Regions from separate parts of the Anser cygnoides genome. Here region 1 is linked to region 2. Evidence: chromatin contacts called from public Hi-C data. All regions are on one chromosome and are shown on one strand. The core of a region is the stretch at or near the end of the contact, and the rest is flanking DNA. Distances in the headings are between cores, read along the strand shown.

What was found. A called contact is a pair of places that touch in the nucleus more often than the background predicts.
Region 1: a contact with region 2 is called in a Hi-C map of liver, with 1.8 times the contacts expected there. The contact joins two enhancer-like sites. A contact is called at or near these places in 2 of 7 Hi-C or Micro-C datasets (both in liver).

The regions. Positions count from the first base shown.
Region 1 is chr19:2,189,276-2,193,297 of Taihu_goose_T2T_genome, reverse strand. The region is part of intron 1 of NTN1 (netrin 1); the gene reads right to left. Among named protein-coding and RNA genes, the nearest start is that of NTN1, 12 kb to the right of the region's middle. Within about 2 kb of position 2,532, at least 2 of the 3 cell types and tissues checked have open chromatin away from gene starts, as enhancers often do. A contact at or near this core is called in liver, where this site is marked.
Region 2 is chr19:1,921,130-1,925,336 of Taihu_goose_T2T_genome, reverse strand. The region is part of intron 4 of MYH10 (myosin heavy chain 10); the gene reads left to right. Among named protein-coding and RNA genes, the nearest start is that of MYH10, 46 kb to the left of the region's middle. Within about 2 kb of position 2,471, at least 1 of the 3 cell types and tissues checked has open chromatin away from gene starts, as enhancers often do. A contact at or near this core is called in liver, where this site is marked.

The DNA.
Region 1 (4,022 bases), core at 1,283-3,782, 270 kb before region 2:
AGCGGTGTAGCTGGGCACTTTGCAACACGGTGGGAGCATATCAATGGGTCTGGGTCTTCCGTATCGCCGGCAGCGCGCTGCCCGTGGAGAACCCCCCCGGGAGGTAACACAGCGGGTGCCCAGATGAAACCCCGGTCCCGAGGGTGGCAAAAGGACGGCAGGCTGCAGCGCGAGGAATTCGGGCACGTGGTGCACCCGCGGCCAGATGGGGCTGTGGCCTCTCCTCTGCTCTCAGAGCTCCTCAGTGGGTCCCAGGTGACCGCGACCGAGGCCCCGCTCAGGAGCTGCATCCCCGGTTTGTGTGGCCGGCCAGCACTTCCCACTTCTCTTTCAGTTCATGGACACCCACACATTTTCCAGGGACCCTGCAGGCACCTGGGGCTGCGGTACAGGGCAGCTTCCGCTGCAGCCACCCCACAGACTCCTTCAAGGTAATCCGTGACCCTGAGAAATTAATTCTGTTAAGCAATTAACGGCACCACATCTGAGCCCATGGGACCTGCTTAGTGCCCAGGACCTGAGCACAAACCACATCACCCCTGGTCAAAGCAAGCTAGCCCAATTATTGGCAATAAATACATTTATTCCAAATGTATACCCACTTTGCATCTCTTTATATTACACAGCTGCTCTGAAGGGCTGCCGGAATAAAGGAAAAATAAAGTCTGCGAGCCTTCATGCCTCCCTGCTCCTCTTAGCGGGGCCGGCTGAATCGCCGTTGCTATTATTGGAGTTGTGATTGTTGTTGTTATTATTATTGTTATGATTATATGCATTTCATTCTCTTTTGGGTTATGAATAATTTATGACTCTGTCTCCAGCCCCTTTCAATGGATTCACTATCCAGGGAGACTTGCTGAATAATTTGGATCATTCGTTTTCAAGTGCATGGGCTGCCGACAAATTGTTCGCTTTTCATTCCTGGGGATATTCATTGGTCACCCAAACCAGGGGATTTCTTTGGTCACCCCGAGCACGTGATGGGCCGTCTGGGGTTTTGTTGGGGTGGGTTTTTTTTTTTTTATTGATTGGGTGAAACTTGGTGAAGTGGAGAGTACCAAATAGCTCATCTGGGGGGCTGGATTTCTGGAGAAATCACTTTGCCGCCACATTTTTGTGAACATTTGGTGACTTCACAGAGGCTTGTGAAAAGTAAATGCTATGGAGTAGATTAAGCACTGTTTAATGTTTTAAAGGCATTTCTATTTGCTGTTTGATTTGATCAAAACTGTGATATGGAGGATTGTTAAGCTTTTGCTTCCTCGGTGTTAACTAGAGAAATATTGAGGTGTAAGACGTGGCTACCTCCTTGCCTAAAATCACAGGAACAAGCGGATTTTTGAAAGGCTTGCATTTGAGCATATTTTGGCATTAGCAATCCAGTAAGTGTCGAGCGCCCCTGTAAACCAGGCTCTGACTGCTGCGGCTGGTTTTGGGGCCCAGTGGCAGAGGCATGCCCAGGGTGCTGTGAGGACGAGCCCTGCTCCTCGCCCTGCTGCTGGGGCACGGGATGGAGACATCACCGCCAGTACCCACAGCTTGTCTGGGCTGTCCCCACCTGGACATCCTGCAGTTTTTACCTCCAGCACCCAGACCACCATGAAAATCATTAGGATACACCACGCTCAGCTGCAGAATGAACCGACAGCAAAGCTGGGTTGGTCCACTGATTTTATCCCCATCCCTCGAGCCCAAATGATGCTCCGTGCCCCCAAATGCCACAGCTTGATCCGAGCACAGGTTCACCTGGGAATTAGCAGCCTGTGGGGCACCGCCCCGGCTCAGCCTGCCACACGGTGTGACTGCGACCCCGCGGAGCATCCCACTGCCCGCCCCACGGCGGTGCAGGATAACCTCGTGGTGCCGGGGCCCCGAGCCGGGGGGGCTCATCAGCTCCCAGCCCCGCACCGCTCACTGCCTGCTTAGCCCCGATTTACGAGCAGCGTGTGAAGGACAGACACTGGGCCGCTGGGCTGAACAATGCGGGAATATTAGCCGAGTTACAAAAACAAACAAACCAAACCCCGCCGGGAGCCCGTTTCATTTATCTTCTTTTGTCCGGTTTTGCTTCAGCGTGAAAGTCGCCCTTTCAAGTCCAGCAGTTGTGTTCCAGCCCCGGCGGGTAGCTGATCCAAAGCGTTACACTGAGAGCTTCCCAATGGCATGTTTGCACAGTTCAATTCATTTCTAAATATTCAGTGGAGTTTCCCTCCCTCCTACCCTCCCAGGACTTTTTGCCCAAGAGCCGAGGGTGTAAAGTACAGGGCCGGGGATACTGGTGCACAGAGCCTTTGTGTGCAAACACAAGCTGCTGTTTGTATTTGCCTTCACACTGTCAGAGCTCAATTGTGTGCAGAGCAATGCTGGCTACCAGTCTGCTTTCAATATCCGCTCGGCCATCCCCGCTGCCAGAGAGACGCTCCCCCTCCCCGTCCGCTTTGAAGCAAAGTGATTTAATTTCATGAGACTTTCGGTAATCACGTTACGATCTCCAACATTAACCAGAACTGACTCCCTATTGCAAAAGGGCGGGCGAACGACCGAGTAAACAGCCTGGCTGGGGACAGCCTGCGAGGTGAGGGGAAGGCAGAACCCGCCCGGCTGCCCGCCTGGTCCCGCACCGCGGGTCGGATGCAGCCGCGAGCAGCAGCCCCTGGCCAGTGCTGCGAGGGAGAAGCCAGCTCTGGCATCCCAACGGTGCTCTGAGGGCGGCTCGGCTTATTCCTCCTGCACCACCATGGCTAGTTTTCAGAACCACCACACTTTCTCCCCTCTGTAACTCTCCCTGTCTTTTACCCTCTCCTTCCCCCTTCCAGTTACAGAAATCTCTGCCACACCCCAGGACTGGATTTGCTCCTGCGAGAGGCTCCCTCTGGGCAAGGAACACCGCGGTGCCCAGTGCCCGGCAGAGCCAGGGCTTCACTGGATGGAGACGGGGGCCTGGGGCAGGTCTAGAATGAACAAGAGGAGGCAGAGAGCCAGGGATGCTCCGGTCTCGCCTGCTGGTGGTGCCTCTCCCCCAGTCCTTCCCACCTCACTGCATGCATGGTGAGAAGAGCATCTCCTGACAGACCCCAGATCATCCACTGGTCCCCAAATGAAAGCATTTCTGGGGCTGCAAGAGCAAACCAAGGTGCTGCATGGGGCTGCTGAGCGATCCCTGGTGGGTGTAAAGAAAATCCCTTTTGTTCATCAAATGTCTTGTCCATGCTCTCTGCATCCACTACAGCTCAACTGCCGAAGACTGGACCCTCAATATCCAGATGGCTGACATTAAGGCACATTAATTTGCCCCGTGGAGCTGCCATGAAAATAAAGTCATACTCAGTTAAAATGAAGTGGGGATCTCGACGATTCACGCAGTGCTGCAGAACGCAGCCTGGTAGGGATCTGGCTGATGGATGGCTCAGAAATAGTAGGGGGAAGATGTCACGGGCTCCTCATCCATCTTTCCATCCCAATCCATGAATTTGGCATACAAAGGCAGGTGTAAAACCAGTGATAGGGTCAGAGTGGCTGAGCAGAGCCCCGCACACAGCCCGGGGAGAAGCTCTCCTCCTCTGCTGCTTTTCCCTCTCTGATTCCCACCTGGAAGCACTGTGAGAGGTAAGAGAGCGCTCTTCTCGCTCTGTCCGACACCATTATTGAACCCATCCCAACAGTTCCCCACAGCAGGTCAAAAAGGATGAATGTGCTGTAAAACAGACCTGCGGAGCCTGGCTGCTCGCAGCCTGCCTCGGTGCCCAGCTGCTCCTGCTCCTCACATCATTTGGGCCCTTTCCAGGTGAAACTGGGGGTGGTGGGGGTGGGCTGCTGGGTGTCCTTCGCCCTCTCCCCCAATGGGCAAGATGCAGCAGCTGTGACCCTCAAGCAGGGAAAATGTTTGTCTCCGAGACACCCCGAGGCTGCTTGCCCCAGGAATCCCGCTCGTGCTGACGTTCCCGTGTGCTGGCTGCACAACCTCCTGCTCGCTGCTCATTTTTGGCCCAGGACAGCAAAGATCTCCTGGGCTCATCCGTTGT
Region 2 (4,207 bases), core at 1,222-3,721:
TGTGCTAGCCCAAACTATCACTTAGACCTCTTCGTTACAGAAAATTAGCCAAGTAATTAAAGCGTTCTTTTAATTACAGGTCTCGGCTGTAAATATCTGTTTATAACTGGCAGAAGACTTGCTCAGTTGCATCTGGGAATAAGTCCCTTCTGTTCTTCGCAGCCGTTGTTGTGAGGAGGACAAAGGCCTCTTGTTGGGGCTCTCACTTGCGCAGTTACTTTCTCCTACAAACAACTTAAGTGCACGCATCCGTGGTTTGGTGCCTAAGTGGCCACTTGGTGTGAATCGAAGCAGTGCTGCCTGCAGAACTGAGCAGCAGGTCGGCTTCCTGGGTCTCGTGGAATCAGTCCCCAAGGGGAACTTGCCCAGGTGCCAAGGTGGTGGTGCCGTGTCTCCTCCTGCCGGGTGCTCAGCTCCTACAGGGCCTCCTGCCCCCAGGTTAGCTTCTCGTCCCAGGGCCTCCTGCTGATCAGGAGTGACAAAGACTGATCCTCCTGGGGCAAGGGAAAGGTCCGAGTCCCTGCATGGAAAAGTACTAGCTTGTTTGGTTCGTTTTCGGTATTTTAAATCACTGAGAGGTGATCTGTAATAGGGTAGATTAGACAAACTCAATCGGATCACCCCGGTGTGTTGCAGATGCTTGTCTTCACAAACCTTGTTCCTGTGCAGTAGGGACTGTGTGCATGGGCAACAAGACGAGGAACAGTCTTTCGCAATTTCAAAGCTTTCTTTGTACCTGTTTGTGTCCTTCTGTCCTATGTGAGTGCCAGAGCTACATCTCAGGTCCTGCATAGCCCCTGCTCTGCCGGGGAAATCAGTGACTCCCTGGGCTGGTGCTAGATGGGCGCCAGCCCTCACAGTGGGACGTCAGCAACTTTAAACTACTGCGAGTGTCCAGACAACAGAAGTCGCCACTGCAGGAAGAGGCGGTGGTGTAGCCTAGTGCTGCGCCTGTACAAGATGTGTAGCTGGCAGTAAGAGGAGCGACCGTTTCAGTGCTGTTTTCCTTTAGAACAGTGCTTCTGTTAGGATAGGTCTTCCACAGGCAGGCGTTTGACCTGCTGATACAACAGAAGTTGCCCCTATAGGTGAGCCGCGTGGGAAGAGCACACCGCTCTCCTGGAAGTCAGACCTCGCCTCCCATGCCTGGACGTTGCCTCTTTGCTTTGTGACCTGCGAGTCATCTCCCACTGTGCTGGTTTTGCATGTTTTCAGATGGTAATCTGCTCAGCAGAGGAAATGCCTCTTACTTCTATGCGAGATTTAGGTTAGAGTAGCTTGGGGAAAAAAAAGGTGCAGCTGGTTGAGAAGTCAGTTGGTAATTCTTGCTAACCAAATTGTAGCTGAGATGAATTTGCCTGAAGAATACTTTCCTTTATTGAAAATGACACTGTAGGTTCACATCCAGTGAATTTAAAATCATGTAGAAACTTTAAAGTGTTCTTGCTAGCTAAGGTTTTCCTACTTTACATGTGCTTGAAGCTTATTCAAAGCAGAAGCTTTGCTGGTGTGGGGACTAGTGCTTTAACTCCAGATAATGCAAAAATTTACCTGTGACCCTCAGACTTCGTTTGACCCATCTCTAACGTAGTTTGTACGAAGGGAGAGAGCTTTGTTAGTTAATGGAATAACCTCACACATCCAACTTGAGCCTAGTGCTAAAGATGGCTTGCTTGGCTGATTCCACCTGGTGTGCCTGGCATATTCCATAGATGGAGTTGAGATTTGATTTCAGTCTCCATTTTTTTTCTGCTAGTAATGGAATTGAAACCAAAAGAAGGGGTGAAATTATGACCTTACTGCAATCATCAGCAAAGTTGCCATTGACTGAAGTAAGGCTAGGATCTCAGCCAAGGGTTTTCAGTGTTTAATTTATGGTAACATATTAATTGAGTTGTATTAAAACAAGGTTTTGAAAAAGTTAATCTTTAGCTTCGTGATATCATTTCCATTCCATAAATATTGTACATTGTGTTACTAGAAGTTTACCTTTTTTGGGCAGGTTGGTAGAGGTAGAAGATCTTAATTTATTTTTTATAACTCGTGTTTGCCCTCCTGGGAAAGAATTAGAGCATGCAGATGTCCTTATTTCTATAAATGAAGAGGACTTTATCCTAAATCTTCTAATTCTTTTAGAGTATATGGCAGCAAAGCTATCTAGCTCTGTATCCTGCAGGAAATATTTGGCATACTTGTAAGCTCCAGGGAGAGGAGAACTAGGATGATAGCATCCATTAGTATTGCTTTTGAATGAGAACTTGCATAAAGACCTCTAAAAATCTCTACTAGATTTAAGGACTTTTAGCAAAAGGAATGTATTGCAAGCTTTTGACCTTCCCGTGCCACACGAAGCTGTGCTGGTGTGTATGCCAGAAAAGCCTCTTGATTAGTGAACTCCTCTAAAGCTGGGTGCTGCCCTTTAGGAGGCTAACATCTGGAGTGTATTTACTGTGCATTTTCTTTTCACTGGATGTGTCAGGGTAGGTTTTCATCTTTAAAATTTAATAAACTGTTTCTGTAACTTAACAGAAAAGATTATTTATCTAGTTTTAAAGTCACAGCTAGCAATGTGTTCCCAAGCTCTGATGACAATAAGAACAAATTGTATTGGTTTAAAATGTAAATGTATGTTTTGTTGTACTTATTTCCTTACTTCTGTTACTTGCTGGAGTAGTTTTAGCATTAAAAGTATTTTAATATACACTTAAAAACAGGCAATACTGCTTTTATTATCACTTGTAGTCATAAATTATGTTAATATGAGCATTACACTAAAGGGGAAACTAGAAGTAAAGACAAATTGGGAAGCAAGAATGGGCATTGGAGGTATATTTTCTGCTTATTGATCTTCACATTTGTCTGTTACAATTTTCTATGTAACAGACATAGGGGCCTGGTAGAAATGGGATTTTTCACTGAATTAAAAAAAAAAGTGTTTCCCCTTGTAGCGGTCCCAAAGTACACCCAGTTTGTGTAGCATATTGATGGTATCTTGGCAAAAAGGAAGCCCAGTTATTCATTAGCTAATTCTTGGAGTAGTTGTCTTTGTAACCAGCTCTTCAGGTTATACATTCCACGTTTATTTTCCATGCATCGAGCAAAGCTGGTGTAGCCAACACGTTTTGAGGGGCCTGCCTTCTGCTCCTGCAAGCTTTTCAATAGTCAAGTATTTGTGACTTCTGCATTTTTCTTCTTGTGTTCTGTTCCGATTATATCCGTTTTCTTGTGAGGAAAACCAGAACAAAAATGGTTTGACAGGACGAGGTGGGTGCTTCCGAGATGCCACCAGTAAAATCCGGTGCCCTGGGTAACCTCTGGTATGGCAGACCGCGGTGCGGTAACTGAGGCTGGGATCACATCCCATAACCTGTCTGCACAACCGTTCCGTTCAGTGCTCTCAGTTAGGTGTCTTCCACAAAACCTGCTCACTGTTCTGCCAGGTCAAACACATCAAACACCACCAGAAATTCATGCCTAAAGTAGGGGCTGCTAGGAACTAAGCACCTAAATAAGTGCAGGCGAGCTGCAAAACTGGCACACGGCGTGGTGGGGGAAGGCATTAGGAAGACTGCAAAAGAATGTGCTTAAATTCCCCCCAGCAAATTCACACTTCTGTTTCAGAATCGTAGCTGAGAGCTTTGGAAGCACATGCAGTGTATCCTTGCCACTTTTCTGGAGTAGTTGGTTTCTGAACGCTAACTTGAACAACCGTTGAACGACACAAGAACTTCCACTCTTCCAACGTAGCCCCACATAATGAAATGCTTTTTAGTTTCGTGTACTTAGCGCTGCCAGTGGTGGTGTCCATCTCGTGCGGAATGGGCTTCTTCAGCACGGCTGAAATGCTGTTGAATCATGGCGAAGTCGGGCCTGGCAGTCCCCTTGCGTGGATTTATTTAATGGACTGTATTTAACCAGGTCTAGGTTAAAAAGGCTTGTGCCGTCATTTGTGGTCACTGTGACAGATGTGGCCAGACCTCTGCCTGTACCATCGAGGCAGCTCCTTGCTCTGAGTTTGGGATGCCCCTTACGCAAATCTGGCACTAAATTCTGTCCAACAATCTGCTTTCAATCTGCCTCTGTCTTAATGTTCCACATCTGCTGTCCCTATCGATCTGTGTGCTGTGCCACTGCCCTAACTCACTTGGTGCTGAAGCTGCAGCCCCGTGGCTGTAAATGTATTTGGGGCTCGCTAAGAGCGAGGTGA